Regions from separate parts of the Mus musculus genome. Here all the other regions are linked to region 1. The links are chromatin contacts, called in public Micro-C and promoter capture Hi-C maps. All regions are on one chromosome and are shown on one strand. The core of a region is the stretch at or near the end of the contact, and the rest is flanking DNA. Distances in the headings are between cores, read along the strand shown. Region 1 holds the start of Mphosph6 (M phase phosphoprotein 6). Region 2 holds the start of Nudt7 (nudix (nucleoside diphosphate linked moiety X)-type motif 7). Region 3 holds the start of Wwox (WW domain-containing oxidoreductase). Region 4 holds the start of Foxc2 (forkhead box C2).

Region 1 (4,675 bases), core at 675-3,174:
CCACCCATTAGAAACACTACTAGGAATGCTGTTTCCTGGGCTAGCCATATGTAAGAGGAGACTCTATTAGGCTGCTGGGGCACAGTGGGCCACAGCTCCCAGACAGCTACACCATCCTGGGGTAAGCTACTGAAACTCTATAGTGTACTGTGTAGCTAAACTATACCGCTTGGTAGGTAGGACAGCTCTGTTAAACACATGTTTATAATACTGTTGAGTCAGGCGTTGTAATCAAGCTCCCCGTGTGTTAGAGACAGGTGCTACAGGCTAATCATTACAAGCAGAAGCTCTGGGGCCAGATGACCAGTCTTTTCAGCTGTTACTTCTGTCTCAGATACCTCAGGTGTCAGAGATGACAACTGTAACTCCTTCAAATGTTACTATGTGAATTAAGTGGTTCAGTATATACACGGAGAACAATGCCGGAATATTGGGAGGACCGTGAATACGTTCTATTAGTATTATTTAAGCTTCAAGAGTTAGCTTTTCCCTGTCTTAACTCCTGTGTTCATCCGCTTTTAACCCCTTTTAAATTGTGGTTAAGCTGCTTCTGTTTTAATGATGTCTGAGACAGGGTCTCATATCCAGCTCAGGCTGGCCACAAATTAAGCTCCTGCCTCCACCTCCCAAGTGCTGGGATTACAAATGTGTGCCATCAAAGCCACTTCAGCTGGCTCAACTTCAAATTTAAAAATCATGGGCTGGGGAAGTTGGCTCAGTGGCTAAGAGCACCCTTGACTCTTGCCTAAGTCCTGGTACTCATACCTGCTGACTTAAAACTCCAGTTTCAGGGGCTCCAACACTCTCTTCTGGCCTTCGCAGGCACCTGAACACACATGGTATATATACAGCTATGCATGCACACACACAAAGGGAAACTCATTTTGTTTAAAAGTTAGTGGAGAACTCATTTCACCCCACTAACATTTTCTCCATTCCCACCACGAAGACAACCTTCACCCAGAACACAGGAACTTTTTTAGCTCATCCTTTTGGCTGTGAGCTTTCACGTTGTTGGGCTGGGCCTTTCTGATTAACCATCATCCACAGTTCAGTTAAAGTGGCCTTAAAAAAACAATAACTAGCCAGGCGTGGTGGCGCACGCCTTTAATCCCAGCACTTGGGAGAGGCAGAGGCAGGCAAATTTCTGAGTTCGAGGCCAGCCTGGTCTACAGAGTGAGTTCCAGGACAGCCAGGGCTACACAGAGAAACCCTGTCTCGACCCCCCCCCCCCCCAACAAACAAACAAACAAACAAAAAGCAATTAACTCAGAAAACAGTTTCCTCCTGCTCATGAGGCAACAGGAACAAAACTTCAGCCTGGCTTACAATTCCTTGGATGTGTGACCACTAAGATTTCCAGCCTCATTTTATGCTCCTTGTCTTTCAGACGTCCGAGCTACCTTTAGTTCTTTGCAACGTCCCTGATTTTCTCCTTCTTAGCTTCTGGACTCACTTTCCCTCAGTTTAGGACACTACCTGCCATCCCTCACGTTGTTCCTCCTTAGGGACCACTTCTCGCGAGAAGTCTAACTTCCCAGGCGGCCCAGACACTAAAGCCACCACAGCACTCAACTCTGCAGGCTCTGATGAACGTTGTGCAGGCTCCCTCCCCACATCAGGCTAAGCAAAATCTCACCCCTGGTGCCCAAAGGCCCGCAGGCTGAGCGAATGAATGGGGTGCGCTGGCCGCGGCCATCCCGAGCCAGTCTGCCCATCGCTTCGGCCCGAGTCCCACTACGGAACATCTCGGAGCTCAGCAGCCTCCCCGCCCGACAACCCAGCATTCCCGACCTCAGCACCTTCATGCGCAGCAGGTTCTTGGATAACTTAGTCTTGCGCTCCGACGCCATGTTGGACGCACTTGCAGAGGCTTTCCCGCCGCACTGCGCTTGCGCACGGTCAAGAGCGGAGCTAGATAAGACGACGCTCTAGACCCGCCCGGGCCACGTCGCTTACAGGCGTGGCAGAGCTTTAGCTCCGCCCCCGCGCCGTTGCCACGCCCCCGATTAGGCACACCCATCGCGCTGCCCCGCCCTAGTGCTCGGAGCTGCTTCTGGCTTCTCCAGCTCCCGGAGCGCGTCTCTCCGCAAAGAGCTGTGGTAAGAGCTCGGGCCACCGCGGGGCGACTGCGATTCAGGGTCCCAGGGCTAAACTCAGGAAAGGCGGATTAAGGGGAGGACGCTGGAGCTGTAGGCGGGGCCTCCACGACACCCGAGGACTCCCTAACGACCCGGTCTGGAAGTTCCTTGCTGAGGTCCTAGCTGAGGCCGCTGAGGTTGCTGCCAGAGTTTAAAAGTTTTAAAAATACGAATGGTGGCTTTCTATGAAGCGTGTTTTCTAGAACTCTCAGTAGCCCTGAGCCGCTGGTGTCGCTATGCTCTGTCCCAGAGTGAAGGAGGTGGTCACAAACCCAGGCTGCGTGATAGCTGTAGGGCTGCACACAAACCGTGGAAGACTGATGAATATGCATACACCTGTTCGCTGTGCATCTTGGAGCCTGAAGGATTTCCTTCTGGAATGGGAAGAATGGCAGGAACTAGCAAGAGCTGTACGCAAGGCGACAACTTGTGAAGGGGCCAGGGGTGGTTTAATGGGTGAAAACACTTGCTGCCAAGCCCGAGGAGGACATGAGTTTGATCCCCGGGACCCCCGTGATGGAAGGGCAGAATGGACTTCCACAAGTTGTGGTGCCGTACCTCGTAAGTATACGGAAGGACACATCACTGGCATGTAATAAGCAACCCGCTGGAGAAGTGGTAAAGTCGAGATTCATAAAGCATTCCGGATATTAAACGCCCTGCAGGTTTTCTCAGTGGAGTAAATAAAGACATAATGTGTTAAGTGGTTACAGAAACACATTTACTCATAACTGTCAGTGAGACATGGGTGAGCACCAAGGGGCTAAAGACACATTCCCACCCTTTCCTGGAGCTACATTAGAAAGCAGTAAATACCGTGGAAGGAAGAAAATGGCTGCAGCCAGTGACTTTTAGGGTCACTTTAAATTTAATCCAGGGTGGCCCTCTTCAGATCAAAGTGGGAAGGCTTGAAAGTCAAGAAAATATCGTTATATGAAGCCTTGGTGGTAGAATGTACCAAAAATAAAAAATAAAATAAATAAAAATCCTGCTATCTTGTTACCGGACTAACCATATATGGCAGACTTATGTCTCCTTCCATTCAAATACTGAAGTCCTGACCCCCATTATTTCAAAATGTGACTGTGTTTGGAGACAGGGCTTTTCAAGAGACAACCTTTAGGACGAACCCACATCCAGTGTGGCTGGTAGCCTTTCTTCCCCTGTGCTGTAGACGAAACCTACAGCCACACACTAAGCTTACCACTTAGCTAAATCTTCAGCCTCCTGTCATAAGATGAAAACTTCTGAGTGCACCAGAGGTGTGTGTGCTAAAAGAAAGACCATTTACACGCCAAGGAAAGAAGCCCCAGAGAAGCCAAAACTACTACTACCTTGGTCATGACTATAAGAAATACATGTAGCCGACACCCAACACCCCCTCCCACCCCACCCCTGTAGTATTTCATTATGGTGACCATAGAAAAATGAAGTATCATGTAACTATAAGTTACAGTTGTGACAAGAGCTTGCTGACCAAAGATGGCATAGCAAGAGTCCCTGAGCCTCTCTGGCCTGGCAAAGGCAGTGTATCCCAAATGGTATGACATTTAATTGTTTCAATAATCCCTTGTTTTCTTAGCTCCCACCCCTTGTTACCCCTCTGGCTTATGGTGTTGTGTTTTATTTTGATATTCCACCCCACCCTAAATTTTCACTCTAGACACTCCAGTGATGCCCCTCCTATAAAAAGAAAAAGGAGGATTTGTGGGATGTGAAGCTATGCTAAAAGGTTTGGTAAGGTAGAGCAGGTTGAGACCCGGAGACTTGGTGGGCACACACCTGAGACTTAGTCGACTTCCACTCCTGGCCTTGTTTTACATCCTACAAGTTAGCCAAGGACTAGTTAGTCCTCCCAGTCATTCCCAGGGCTGTGTGCTGTAGCTGCAGGTCACCCACTCCCCATTTTGCAAATCTGAAACTCTACCAAGCAAACAGTACACAATCATACCTGCTAATCCACTTCCTAGAATTCTGACCTTGGCTACTGTGTAGGATTTTGAAAGAAGTGCCTGAGGACAGAGGAGAAGAAAAGGTGACTTAATCTCCAGGAAGCTCGAGGGTGTCTGAGTTAACTCTTGAAGGATGAGTCCTTTTGGGTTAAGAAGAGGAAAACATCGTCCTTTGTGGATGTAATAGCATGTGTACAACCATCAACGGCTGGCCAAGCTCCATAACTTCATTCAGACCTCCATTATTTCTAGTCTACTTGAGCACTGGGTTTTGATTTGTTTCCCCGAAACAGGGATGCTATTGTCTCAATTCTTCAGCACTCGTTTGAGAGATAAAGACCAAAGTTTTCAAGCAGTCAACTAAAAACATTCTGTATTTTTATTTGGTGTTGCAAATACTTAAAACGAATACCCAAAAGTCCTACCTCTCCAAATGTAATACATGAGTAGTAATTTAAGACTAATAGTGTAATTGTGGCTTTGAATTGCTCCCCACAGGGAAGATAACTCCTTAATCTTTTGATGGTACTAGATTATAGAACACAGGATAGATGCTCTACTCAATAACATGTTGTGATTAAA
Region 2 (4,675 bases), core at 1,267-3,766, 3.7 Mb before region 1:
AATTCACAGGCCATTTGCTTTTCTAGGGTGTGTTGAAATACACGGGCTCAAAGGTCAGAATGATGCAGCCTCAAACCAAAGCCCTACGACCTCAAGCTGGATATTTTTATTTTCTAATCAAGAAAGAGCAATACCATCATTGTAGAAATAACCCTGTTCATTGTTGCTCTGAGGAATTTTTTTCTCACTTTTACATGTTCACGCATACACGTGTGTGTGTGTGTGTGTGTGTGTATGTGTGTGTGTGTGTGTGTGTTGTACGTTTATGTGTGTCAGTGTGAGTACATACGTGCAGGTGCATTTGGTGCCCTGAGGTTGATGCAAAGGTAACTTAATCAAACCCAGAGCTAAGTGATATGGCCTGACTTGCTAGTTGTCTGGGAATACCCTGTCTTTACTCTCCCAGGTTGGAATTATAGGTAAACCAATATGCCTACCTGGCATTCCTGTGGATTCTGAGGATCCTTACAAGCAAGAGTTTCAACCACCAAGCCATCTCCCCAGCACCCTGCTCTGAGGATTGAGACTGACGTAGATGGAGTGTGACGATCAGTATTATTAGGATACCATTGTGTTCTTGGTTTGGACCCTTCCCAGCTGTTCCTGGTATTACACTGCTCAGATAACGCGATAAACCACAGGTGCTGGGTTAGTGATTTCAAAACAGGCTTTCTCTGTATAACATCCTCAGCTGTCTTAGAACTCATTCTGTAAACCAGGCTGGCCTTGAACTTACAGAGATCCACCTGCCTCTGCCTTCCAAGTGCGAGATTAAAGGCCCTCATGTCGCCAGGTTTAGTACTTTTTAAAAGTCTTGGGAATGGGGTTGGAGAGTTCGATCAGCAGTTAAAAGCACAATATATTGTTCTTTCGGAGGACCAGAGTTCAGTTCCCAGAATGCACATCAGGCTGCTTATATGTCTATAATTCTAGCATGCATACAAACAGACATACCTATATACATAAATAAAAATAAATGTAAAATCTCGGGAACTGTGGTACAACTGTTCCCTTAGCTATAATGGGATTCTCATGAGTTCTGAGTACTCTTGTTTTTATGGAATTATTCTTTCATTAAAAAAATAATATAATATACAATGAATTATATTTTTTTACTATACTGATGTAGGGATGAATTCAGTTTTTGACTCATTCTTATATATTACTTAATTTTACATTCAATTTCTTTGAATTTTAAGAGAAGAAAAGAAAAATAAAAAAGAAGTAGAAGACATGAATTGGGGAGGCAGATGTGGTTGGGGGTTCTGGGAGGAAAATGGAGGGGTATGGAAGGTGGGTGTTATTGTAATCACTTACAATAGATACATTGTACTCATGTGTGACATTAGGGAAGGATATATGAATTGTAAAGCCCATCATTAAGTTTGTGTGTCAGACACTATGCCAGTCTTTGGAGAAGCCTGCCTTGCTCCCCTCTCCCCCCCCCCCCCCAGTCTCAGTTCCGGCCAGCCTCCCCGCTCAGCTCACACTCTCTCTCAGCTCTGTGTGAGGTGATGGAGCTCTCCCATTGCTAGGCAGTTCATCCCTGAAAACAGGTGCAGGTGTCAGACAGCAGCATCTACCTACACTGGGGACCTGCCACCCTCCTGGGACTTAGTAGGTGTGTGCTTCTGGGCAGTCTGCATTGCAGCAGGACACTGGAGACATTGATACTGGGGTGGGGGTGGAGGTGTGGAGAGCTACATGTTAGACACTCTCTTTTGGCCAGGAGTGAGGAGCTCGGCCTGGTTTTCCAAGCCCCCAACTCTCCACCCAGCCTCCTTTTCCCCTCCCAGCCTCTGAGCCTACCTACCTGAGTTTCATTCCTGGAACTCACAGGGTGGAAGGAGAGAACTGGCTCCTGAAAGTTGTCCTCTGATCTTCATACATATTCTGTAGCACACACACACACACACACACACACACACACACACACACACACACGCACGCACACACGCGCGCGCACACACACACACACACACACACACACACACACACGCGCGCACACACACACACACACACACACACACACTAGTAAATAAAATGTTTTGTTTTTGGTTTTTGGTTTTCGTTTTTGTTTGGTTTTTCAAGACACGGTGTTTCTCTATGTAACAGTCCTGGCTGTCCCAGAACTCACTTTGTAGACCAGGCTGCCCTGGAACTCAAGAGTAATCTGCCTGCCCCTACCTCCCAAGTGCTGGGATTAAAGGCATGTACCACCATGCCCGGCAAGCGTAATTAATTTTTAATTTTTTAAAATTAAGTACTTTTTACAACTGCTTATTGCAAATTTTCTCACATGCTCCATGGTTTTGAAGAAGCCCACGCTACTAGACAGCAATCTTTTTTTTTTTTTTTTTTTTTTAGTGTATTCAACACTTTAAATCCGGTCAGCACCACCTTCGGACCTAACTCCGCCCCGAACACGCCCTACCTATAGGCCCCGCCCCTAGCACTTCGGGCGTCTTTGAAGGGCCCCGCCCTCAGCCTCTCCTCCCTGAAAAGTCCCCGCCCTCATTCCTAGCTGGGGCTACTAAGCGCATGCGCGTCAGAACTATTTGCTTCCCGAAGTCTCCTGCTGCTAGTAAGAGGAAGTACTGCAGGGCTGATGTCGCGACCTTGTGGACTCCCGGAGCCTGTCAGGTAAAGCTCTCCGGCTCCAAGCACCGGAGCCTGACCAAGCCGGGCTCTGATCATTGCACAGGCCCTATCTATCCACCCTGCAGTTCAGGCTCCTCAGGGCTCCCCTCCAGCCGGAACTTTGCTCTTCTGCTCCTGGGGACAGAGTTGGGGTTTTCACCTAACAAGATTCACACACGCGCAGGCGTGTCCTCATCTCCCAGGGTCACAGCGTTTCCCTTTTGCCAATCCGAGTCACTCTTCAGGAACCCCCACAGCGGAACCTCAGAACCCCAACATGGCCAGACAGTTATGCATCAGCCAAACAGAGTTCAAGTTCCTGGGTGGCTTCTTCCACCCATAACCGAGGTTCTTGCTCAAGGCATTGCTGCTCCCAGCCTGGCCTCAGTACTACAAGGCTGTTCTGAGAACTCAACACAGAATGGGCCAGCCCTGCTCCTATTTTGATGGTATTGTCTCGACACAATTAGACTTTTATTTTCCTGCTGCCTCTGGGCAGTTCTAGGGGTTGTTTAAAAGCCTTCTTCCTCTTTGGCTGGCTAATTGTCTTTTCTGGACAGAGGCCTGTGAGTATCAGCTGTACTGTGTGCCAGCTTTCATTGGCCCTTTCCAGGACATTTGATTGGTTTGCAGCCAGCTCTCTGTCACATGGATGGGATGGGGCTTGTGGGGGGGGGGGGCGGTGTTTGAGAATAAGCAAACCCCTCTAACCAAAGGCTTGTTAAGGATGCGCTAGTGATTAACACTCACAGCTCAGGGCCACCTTGTTCATGAACTGGCCACTTTACCTGCACGGCTACCCTCGAGCAAGTTACAGATGAGGACTTCTCGAGGCTCCAGGAGATGATGGGTAGCCCAGGCTGATCTCAAACTTTCGGTAGTCGTTCTGCCTCAGCTTCTCCAAGCACTAGGAGGTTGCAGGTGTGAGCTAGTTACCGCACCCGGCTCCACCCAGCTTTTGAGATGGAATGAGTTCTGGCTGACCTAAACATCTGGTTTTGCACAGTCATACTGCGGAATAGTGAGAACTAATGTTACACTTTCTACAGCCACTGTGACAAAGTCCTACCAACTGGATGACTTGAGGAATAGCAATTAGCCTCTCTTGGGTCTGAAGGACCCATAATCAGGTCTGAAGTCCATAATCAAGGTATTAGCAGGCACACAATCAGAAGTCTCTGGGGATGTTCCATTGCCCCTTCCAGCTTCTGGTAACTTTCGATCATCCTTGGCTTATAGCAGCAGATTTTGGGTCCCCATTCCCATCTGTCTGTCTGTCTGTCTGTCTCTCTGTGTGTGTGTGTGTGTGTGTGTGTGTGTGTGTGTGTGTGTGTGTGTGTACATCTATGTCTATAGCCTCTTCCTTCAAAGACACCTGTTGTTGGATTGGGAGTTCTCCCTACATTCAGGATGGTGCAATCTCAAGAGCCTTAACTACTTACATCTGCAAAGAACCCATTTCTGAATAACACCACATTCTCAGGCTCTATGTTGACATGAATAAGGTGGTCACTGTCACACACCATGCAAACAAGCAGCATAAAGCATAGAGCTCATCCGAGGGACTCGGAAAGAGCCACATGAAAACAGTCCCATTTGTGGTGCTGAATCTAAACTTTGGCGGTAACTATCAGTGATGGTACAGTCCCTTGAGCTGCCACAGAGGCAACCTTGTCACTTTGGAAGTTGGATCAAGCGCTCACCCTCGGGCCTCACCTCAAAGTCACCGAGTCAGGTTTTGGGGTAAGTGCTGGAGGAGTCTGTTGGGCACCGCCTTGTAGCAGATCCTGTGGCTGTTTGGGTTTGAGAATCACATTTACAAGGTGTCTGGGTTTGTGAATGGTGGAAGGACCAGGCAAGCCTCAGGAGGAGTTTTTGGCACACCTGTCCTGTCTTCCTATAGCAATAGTAATTTCTCCTCCAAAGCACTAGAAACAGAACCAGGGCCTCCCTTACTCAGCAAATGCTTTACTACCGAGCTACATCCCAAAAGCTCCTTTATTTCTTATTTTGGAACATAGTCTTGAATTCAAGG
Region 3 (4,675 bases), core at 1,169-3,668, 3.4 Mb before region 1:
AACTCTGCACCTGTGACAAACCCAAGTGAGGTCACACTGACAGGGAGTTTCCCCCTCAGAATCCTTTTGTTGCAGCAGCAATAAATAAATTAACTAATTAAAATATAAAAATAAATGTAACTGTCGTGTGTTTATAAAAAGATAAAGAGAGGAGGAATATGTTTTGGTGGATTTGTAGTCAGGTATGTGGGAATGGGGTGCCTCTATAGGCCCATGCTGAGGCATCCCTTCCCCCTGAGGGACCAGCCAGCCAGTATAGTATAGAGCTTACTCAGAGAGGGGAGTTGAGAGTGTAGTGGGGGGGAAGAGAGAGAGAGAGAGAGAGAGAGAGAGAGAGAGAGAGAGAGAGAGAGAGAGAAGAAGAAGGAGGAGGAGGAGGAGGAGGAGGAGGAGGAGGAGGAGGAGGAGGAGGAGGAGGAGGAGGAGGAGGGAAGTAGAGGCCGCCAAGAGCACGGATGGGGTGGGTGGGGGGAAGGGACGAGGGGACAGAGTGGGAGCAAGAAGGCAAGAGAGAGGAGGGAGCAAGCAGTCTCTTTAAAGTAATTCAAGCACACCTGGCTGTTACAGGGTAACTGTGGGGCGGAGCTTAGACACACACACACACACACACACACACACACACACACACACACACACAAATGCTAACGGGATAATAACAGTCGCTGAAGTCGCTAACCTTCTGTTTTAAGTCTCCCATATGCTGACCTCACTGGCAAGAGCCGCCACTCTAAGCTTCGATATTCTTTCAGAACATTGTCAGAAGAGTCAGGAAGCTTCCCAGATCCCTTTTGTAGGTAAAGTTTGGCATCAAAGCAGCAAACTTGATTTAGCAAGGACTCATGATTTAAGTTAAATCAGGTCTGCAGGGTATTGGGGGTGGGTAGGTGTTGAAATAAATAACCAACTTCCTGGTATTGATACATTAGAGAAGTTGGGTTCTAGGAATAGCCTACTAAAATCCGTGTCCCTTGCACACATTTCGTTTCTTTTGAGTGGTGTCAAATTTTACTCAGCAAAAGTGAGTGCATCTTGTTGTTGCAAATTTCTACTAGAGAAGAAAGTAAACAATCGATTAAAAACAAACAAACAAACAAACAAACAAACAAAAAACAGGTTCAAAGGTTCCTTGCTGGGAACCAAGGCTTTGAACTGCAGGCTGATAGCGCCACCTGGCGTGCAGCTTCGGAAGCACAAGCTTGGATAGTTAAAAAATCCTCATTTCATAACTACTGTGGCGCAGATGTTTTTACAGAAACAAGATGGTCATAAAATCTCCTTAGGGTATGACTTTGTGGGTGTTGGCTTTGTCTCACACGTATTCAAGCTCCTGAAAAATCTTCTTTGCCTGGGTTTACATGCAGATAGATCCTTGTTAGATCAAAGTCAAAGCTAAACTTCCAGGAGCCAGAAATGATAAACAAATAGGGGAAGGGACTAAGTGCTGTTGTGAAGGTAGGCTTCACATTGTGGGTCTAGGATATTTATAACCAGGATTTTTTTTTCAGGTGCTTTAAAAGTCTGCTTTGCAAGTTTGTAATCAGGTGCCGCCTATGAACAAGAGAACCAAGTTATGGTTGGAAGACCATTCTCTCTTAATAGAGAATCTGGAGGCATGAGAATTTGCATGTTCTCGATTTTTGGCTCCCTTTATAGCATAGGCTGGCCTCGAACTTGTGAACTTGTGATCGTTTTGACTTACCCTCCCAAATTCTGGAGTCACTTAGTTCTCCAAGTGTAGGTTTTTTTTTTTTAAATGGCATATTTACATAAACAACACAGATTGTGAATGGAAAAATACCTGGATAGTATCAAGTCAGGACATTTACTCTCGCAGGTGTGTCCAACCTGAGGCTCGTGGCAACACGTGGCCCGGGATACTAATAAATGCTGCCCAACACAAAAATCCTAAACTTTAAGCATTGTGAGATTTTTCTTTTCTTTTTCCTATTTGGATATTCGATTGAGGGCTTCTCTAGTGTAAATTTTGGAAATGACCATGTCACAGTATCATGTCGTAGTGTCAAAAGGTTGTACACCTGCAGGGCATGGGACGAAACTGGAGCTCAGAATAATCTCATCAGAACCTTTCCCCCCTCCCCGCCCCCCCTTTATAGTCCAGTTGAGCTTGGACTACATTTCCCAGGATACTTCACTGCTGGGACTCATTCAGGATTGGGTAAAACAATAAGGAAGTGCCTTCGGGTCGCCCAGCAACGTGCAGAGTCCTGCATGATGACTGGGTAAGCACGCCCCTTCCAGGAGGCTGAGGAAGCTTATTCCAGTTTCTGAGCCGTTCCTGCTTTTCCTTCCACCCCCCACGGCCGTTCCATCTCTTCCGCGTTCCCTCCCGTGCTCTTCTCAGGCTCCGCCCCCTTTCCCGCCAGTAGCTGCAAAACCCGGAAACTGGATTACAGCCGCGGACCGGCTGGGCGAGCAGTGCGCAGGCGCGAGCGGTCTGGTCCCCTCCCGGACGCGCGCGGCGCGGTTGAAGCCAGAGTGAGTTGCTGAGGAGAGCAGGCGGCTACTTCTGTCTCCAGCATGGCAGCTCTGCGCTATGCGGGCCTGGACGACACGGACAGTGAGGATGAGCTGCCTCCGGGCTGGGAGGAGAGAACCACCAAGGACGGCTGGGTGTACTACGCCAAGTAAGCGGCCTTGGAGCGGCGTTCCTGGGAGCCGTGTCCTGCGAGGCCTGGACCCTGCGCTGCCCTGCCAGGCGGGCATGCGCATCCGAAATGCCAGCCACCTGTCCCAGGCTGTCCCCCGTTATTAGGGGATCTGGGTCAAGGTCCCGTCACCTGGCCACCCGCCGCACGCCCCCTGCCGCTCACTAGGTGGCACTGCACCGTGCGGTGGTGGCGCCTAGGTCTTACTCCTCTAAAGAGGAAATAGAGAAAACTTCAAAGCCAAGCTCCTGCCATGGGGACCTGATCTGGAGGCCCAGCAATCTGTATTTTTAAGCAGATGTCCTGGATGGCTCGCAGTGGTTTCCCAGGGAAGTCTTGGAAACCTCCACAGAGCCTTTCCCTGTTGCTAACCGTGACCTTGGGCCACTGAAAGCAAGCCCCTGACTTTTCTGTTCTCCTCATCTCTGAAATGAGCAGACACAAGAATGAATCTGTGCTGTGCACAAGGCACTCAGTGGAGAGGCTAGTAGGTTGCCCCGCAGGCGTTTTCTGTTACTTGGACTGTATCTGTGGCAAAATTGCATAGGCGTGATAGGGGATAGTAGCTCCCATAGGGGGAGCTACTGCAGCTGACTCTATGCTTGGGGACCTCTGTTCATTTTTAAGAAATAGATACTTAATGGACAAAATGCTAGGTTTTCATACAGTCTTGATCAGGCTCTGCCAGTCAAAGAATGAAAAAGCGGGAAATTCGCAATGTAGCAGGTAGCAGTGGAGAAGTCTCCAACACCTCCGACAGCAGCAGGCACAGTCAGCAGGCTGAAAGGCACTCTGTAGGGGAGGACTCGTGTTCACAGGGCAGACACACATGGAGAAAACAACTGCAAAGCCAAAGGGAACTCTGGAGCCGAAAAAATTGCAGCCTCTTCTTGAGGGCTTTGGTTTTAAGTCATTGAGGAGTTTTCATTCCCTAATTTAAGAGTTGGTCAGTTTGAAGAAAAGATAAGGGTTGGTCAACCCACATCTGTTGGGTAACGTGTCCTGATGTGGTCTCGAACTTGCTGAGCCAGTCATCAGCAACAGCTGACTAGCAGGAGAAAAAGCCCACAAGGACTTTGTTTTAAGATGCCAGGCTTTCGACTCACATAAAGAGTGTGAGGAAGAAGCTGGCTGTCTTGGAAGTTCACCACCTGTGTCACCTAGCCATGGTTCCTCTCCCTGTCTGCCTTCCAAGATGTCTATCTGCCTCCAACCCCCGAGTTTCATGGTCTCCTTTTTCTTATGAATATTGTGTACTTTTCCTGATTTTTTTCTTCATATCAAATACTTCCTCTTCTATTTTCTTATATATCTGTGAAATATTTTTAAAACAGGGTCTCATATAGTCGAGGGTGGCCTTAACTTGGTTAGGTGGCCGAGGTTGAGCTCCCATTTCTCCTGGGCAAAGTGTGCATGAACAACACACCTGACTTTATGTCTTTAAAAGCTAGGAGACTCAATCTTTTTCAAGCTTTCTATGAGAGTATCTTATCACCTGGCTTTCAGAAAACAAACTATTGTATTAACACCTGTAAGTGTATTTTTAGTTTTTAATAATTAACTTAAAAAATTATATACAGACCAGACTGGCTTCAAACTCACAGAGACCTTCCAGCCTCTGGGGTTAATGGCACATGCTACAGTTTTGTCTAGCAGTGCTTCCTGTAGCCCAGGCTTGCCTAGACTTTCTTTTGTAAACAGGATGACATAGTTCTTGATGCCTCCACCTCCCAGATATGTAATTACAGGGTTTGTACTACCCTACCTGGTTCCAGAAAGACTTAAAAGATAACGTTCTTGCCCTGTTATCAAATTAGGAACTAATGTGCCCTGGCGTCTCCCCACTGATGGGCTGTAAAGTATGAGATTTGCAGGTACTCAAAGCTACTCACTGCTGCCCCTGGTGGCCAGATAGAAAGAAACAGAAAAGCTTTGGTGAGTTCATTCATTCAAGAGTCCTTAAGGGCCAGGCCGGTGGGTGGGCATTGGTGATGTCCAGCTAAGTGTGG
Region 4 (4,675 bases), core at 579-3,078, 3.3 Mb after region 1:
TCCCTGAGAGGGGAGGGGAAGGCTTAACCCCCTACCCAGATCTACACCGGACATGCACCAGAAGCCTGACTTTGCTGCTTTAAGGGAGGGGAGAGAGGAATTAGTCAAAAAAAGAATCCAGGACACCCACAAAAATGTGTTTCCCGAGATTCTCCATCCAGGTCAGGGGGCCCTGTGCAGCCCTGTCCTTTAAATTCTGGTTCTCGAGTCAAAGGTAGCACACATAAAACCTATTTTGCTGCTTCGGTACGTCAAGCAATGCCACTAAAGTTTCCTCACCCGCCAAAGCTGAAACAGTGAGTTCTAATCTCTCAAAGCCTTTTGCCGAAAATCTAAAGGGGGTGGGGGGCTATGGTGGTGGCGTGGGGGGGGGGTCGGAGAAGAAGAAAGACTGAGACAAATGTTTTATCTGTCGCCTTCTTCCCTACCCAACCGGACCAACAACTTCCAGAAGGTTCTGCGAGGCATAGAGCCATTCCGTAGGGACATCTCGGTGCTTCTGAGGAAGCGGACCGAGCAGGGATCCGATGACGACTGGAGATGTTGAAGGAATAAATACCAGTCCACAAATAAACAAACTGTCCCCGGGATTCCTAGAGGGAAGGAGCACGCTTGAAGGTCGGGGAACTCCGAGTCGCTGTGCGTCAAGGTTGGCATAAAATTAAAAAAAAAAAAAGTCCTTCAGTTACCAGGCCCTCTAAGGAGCCCCTGGTCCTCAGCTCACCTTATCAAAACTCAGTAAAACAAACAGCCTGAAATACAGTCAATTTACAGGATCCCAAAGATGCTGACCGCGGAGTGGGACCCACGCCGGGCCCCGGCAACAGCTAGGGAAGCGGGTCCGAGGCTACACAGTGCCGCGCTCCTTTGCGTTTCCAGTGACGAAGCCGGCGATGGAGTGCAGGCTTGGAGCTCCCCACGCCGAACGGGGACACCAGCTCCCGGGGGCTGGCTGCCTTGTCCTAACCTCCAGACAGCGCTTTCATAGGTGGGGAGAAGGGAGAGGCCGGGATGGATGGCAGGGAAAGCTAGCCCTCGTCTATGCGGGAGAGGAGACCAGGAAAGCAACAGTTGGGTTCACGCGCTTCCCTGAACCCCACGAAATTGTTTGGAGGACTCAGATGGATCACCTAAGTAGCAGCGAAGACGAAGGACCAATGGTTCCTTAGGTGTTACCTTCCCAGTTTGGCATTCCCACTAAGCCTTCCCTCCCAGCCCGACCCCGTCGTGAAGGGGAGAGGAACCGAATTCTCCAACCCGGCCTCCTTTGTGGGCTCTTCCTCAACCTGGAAGCGTCCTGTGAATTATCCATCACTGCATTCAACAGGCCCTACACGCTCAGTCCGTTTGCTCTGAACCCATTACAACTAGGCCCCGATAATTAAGAAATCTAATTATTCGCCTCTTCATCCATTAATAATAATAAAAAAAAAATCTCCAGGCTCTTTCCTACTTACAAGGTCTTGGGGGCAAATCTCTGCCCAACTTCATCAATTCGATGTTATATTTCAAACTAAACTTCTTTTTATTTTCCAAAGGAACAGGGTTTTTAATTTTTGCTCTGGACACGTGGTCTCGTTAAACAAAATGTGATAATAAAATAAAATTTTATAAGATGTAACTCATTTTTAAAAGTCCTCAAGTTAACTTGAGCTGGGGGGGGGGGAGATCTGGCTAAGAGCATCTGGGTCTTAGAGCCGACGGATTCAGGCGCTCCTCGTTTTGATTGGTGCCATCCTTCTCGCAGCTGCCAGATGATTGGTGCAAACTTCCTGGAGGGGGCGCGGCCTGAAGAAAGTAAAAACTCGCTTTGAGCCAGAAGACTTTTGAAACTTTTCCCAATCCCTAAAAGGGACTTTGCTTCTTTTTCCGGGCTCGGCCGCGCAGCCTCTCCGGACCCTAGCTCGCTGACGCTGCGGGCTGCAGTTCTCCTGGCGGGGCCCCGAGAGCCGCTGTCTCCTTTTCTAGCACTCGGAAGGGCTGGTGTCGCTCCACGGTCGCGCGTGGCGTCTGTGCCGCCAGCTCAGGGCTGCCACCCGCCAAGCCGAGAGTGCGCGGCCAGCGGGGCCGCCTGCCGTGCACCCTTCAGGATGCCGATCCGCCCGGTCGGCTGAACCCGAGCGCCGGCGTCTTCCGCGCGTGGACCGCGAGGCTGCCCCGAGTCGGGGCTGCCTGCATCGCTCCGTCCCTTCCTGCTCTCCTGCTCCGGGCCTCGCTCGCCGCGGGCCGCAGTCGGTGCGCGCAGGCGGCGACCGGGCGTCTGGGACGCAGCATGCAGGCGCGTTACTCGGTATCGGACCCCAACGCCCTGGGAGTGGTACCCTATTTGAGTGAGCAAAACTACTACCGGGCGGCCGGCAGCTACGGCGGCATGGCCAGCCCCATGGGCGTCTACTCCGGCCACCCGGAGCAGTACGGCGCCGGCATGGGCCGCTCCTACGCGCCCTACCACCACCAGCCCGCGGCGCCCAAGGACCTGGTGAAGCCGCCCTACAGCTATATAGCGCTCATCACCATGGCGATCCAGAACGCGCCAGAGAAGAAGATCACTCTGAACGGCATCTACCAGTTCATCATGGACCGTTTCCCCTTCTACCGCGAGAACAAGCAGGGCTGGCAGAACAGCATCCGCCACAACCTGTCACTCAATGAGTGCTTCGTGAAAGTGCCGCGCGACGACAAGAAGCCGGGCAAGGGCAGCTACTGGACGCTCGACCCGGACTCCTACAACATGTTCGAGAATGGCAGCTTCCTGCGGCGGCGGCGGCGCTTCAAGAAGAAGGATGTGCCCAAGGACAAGGAGGAGCGGGCCCACCTCAAGGAGCCGCCCTCGACCACGGCCAAGGGCGCTCCGACAGGGACCCCGGTAGCTGACGGGCCCAAGGAGGCCGAGAAGAAAGTCGTGGTTAAGAGCGAGGCGGCGTCCCCCGCGCTGCCGGTCATCACCAAGGTGGAGACGCTGAGCCCCGAGGGAGCGCTGCAGGCCAGTCCGCGCAGCGCATCCTCCACGCCCGCAGGTTCCCCAGACGGCTCGCTGCCGGAGCACCACGCCGCGGCGCCTAACGGGCTGCCCGGCTTCAGCGTGGAGACCATCATGACGCTGCGCACGTCGCCTCCGGGCGGCGATCTGAGCCCAGCGGCCGCGCGCGCCGGCCTGGTGGTGCCACCGCTGGCACTGCCATACGCCGCAGCGCCACCCGCCGCTTACACGCAGCCGTGCGCGCAGGGCCTGGAGGCTGCGGGCTCCGCGGGCTACCAGTGCAGTATGCGGGCTATGAGTCTGTACACCGGGGCCGAGCGGCCCGCGCACGTGTGCGTTCCGCCCGCGCTGGACGAGGCTCTGTCGGACCACCCGAGCGGCCCCGGCTCCCCGCTCGGCGCCCTCAACCTCGCAGCGGGTCAGGAGGGCGCGTTGGGGGCCTCGGGTCACCACCACCAGCATCACGGCCACCTCCACCCGCAGGCGCCACCGCCCGCCCCGCAGCCCCCTCCCGCGCCGCAGCCCGCCACCCAGGCCACCTCCTGGTATCTGAACCACGGCGGGGACCTGAGCCACCTCCCCGGCCACACGTTTGCAACCCAACAGCAAACTTTCCCCAACGTCCGGGAGATGTTCAACTCGCACCGGCTAGGACTGGACAACTCGTCCCTCGGGGAGTCCCAGGTGAGCAATGCGAGCTGTCAGCTGCCCTATCGAGCTACGCCGTCCCTCTACCGCCACGCAGCCCCCTACTCTTACGACTGCACCAAATACTGAGGCTGTCCAGTCCGCTCCAGCCCCAGGACCGCACCGGCTTCGCCTCCTCCATGGGAACCTTCTTCGACGGAGCCGCAGAAAGCGACGGAAAGCGCCCCTCTCTCAGAACCAGGAGCAGAGAGCTCCGTGCAACTCGCAGGTAACTTATCCGCAGCTCAGTTTGAGATCTCAGCGAGTCCCTCTAAGGGGGATGCAGCCCAGCAAAACGAAATACAGATTTTTTTTTTAATTCCTTCCCCTACCCAGATGCTGCGCCTGCTCCCCTTGGGGCTTCATAGATTAGCTTATGGACCAAACCCCATAGGGACCCCTAATGACTTCTGTGGAGATTCTCCACGGGCGCAAGAGGTCTCTCCGGATAAGGTGCCTTCTGTAAACGAGTGCGGATTTGTAACCAGGCTATTTTGTTCTTGCCCAGAGCCTTTAATATAATATTTAAAGTTGTGTCCACTGGATAAGGTTTCGTCTTGCCCAACTGTTACTGCCAAATTGAATTCAAGAAACGTGTGTGGGTCTTTTCTCCCCACGTCACCATGATAAAATAGGTCCCTCCCCAAACTGTAGGTCTTTTACAAAACAAGAAAATAATTTATTTTTTTGTTGTTGTTGGATAACGAAATTAAGTATCGGATACTTTTAATTTAGGAAGTGCATGGCTTTGTACAGTAGATGCCATCTGGGGTATTCCAAAAACACACCAAAAGACTTTAAAATTTCAATCTCACCTGTGTTTGTCTTATGTGATCTCAGTGTTGTATTTACCTTAAAATAAACCCGTGTTGTTTTTCTGCCCAAAGTTCGGACAGTGTCTTTGTGTTCTTGAATTTTAAAAGGGAAATTGTAGTAAGCCCAGTTGTGATTATTTTTGTGATGCAGGTGGCCTGGTACTTGGATGCATATACAGGTTACAGGACGATG

The links. Promoter capture Hi-C pulls out the DNA fragments that hold promoters and counts their contacts. A called contact is a pair of places that touch in the nucleus more often than the background predicts.
Region 2: a promoter capture Hi-C map of pre-B cells shows a contact between it and region 1. The contact joins the promoter of Nudt7 here to the promoter of Mphosph6 in region 1. A contact is called at or near these places in 2 of 39 promoter capture datasets (cranial neural crest and pre-B cells) and 1 of 484 Hi-C or Micro-C datasets (CD4 T cells).
Region 3: a promoter capture Hi-C map of pre-B cells shows a contact between it and region 1. The contact joins the promoter of Wwox here to the promoter of Mphosph6 in region 1. A contact is called at or near these places in 4 of 39 promoter capture datasets (cranial neural crest, hematopoietic stem and progenitor cells, liver and 1 more) and 3 of 484 Hi-C or Micro-C datasets (CD4 T cells, CD8 T cells and pre-B cells).
Region 4: a contact with region 1 is called in a Micro-C map of the G1E-ER4 cell line, with 4 times the contacts expected there. The contact joins the promoter of Foxc2 here to the promoter of Mphosph6 in region 1. A contact is called at or near these places in 2 of 484 Hi-C or Micro-C datasets (CD4 T cells and the G1E-ER4 cell line).

Annotation. Positions count from the first base shown.
Region 1 is chr8:117,800,050-117,804,724 of GRCm38.p6, forward strand. It overlaps Mphosph6 (M phase phosphoprotein 6), which reads right to left and starts at 1,925. Exons shown (of 5, transcript NM_026758.4): 1 at 1,803-1,925. The coding sequence starts at 1,853.
Region 2 is chr8:114,131,058-114,135,732 of GRCm38.p6, forward strand. Nudt7 (nudix (nucleoside diphosphate linked moiety X)-type motif 7) reads left to right here and starts at 2,517. Exons shown (of 4, transcript NM_024437.4): 1 at 2,517-2,643. The coding sequence starts at 2,609.
Region 3 is chr8:114,437,234-114,441,908 of GRCm38.p6, forward strand. Wwox (WW domain-containing oxidoreductase) reads left to right here and starts at 2,419. Exons shown (of 9, transcript NM_019573.3): 1 at 2,419-2,645. The coding sequence starts at 2,539.
Region 4 is chr8:121,114,343-121,119,017 of GRCm38.p6, forward strand. Foxc2 (forkhead box C2) reads left to right here and starts at 1,829. Exons shown (of 1, transcript NM_013519.2): 1 at 1,829-4,553. The coding sequence starts at 2,273. The coding sequence ends at 3,757.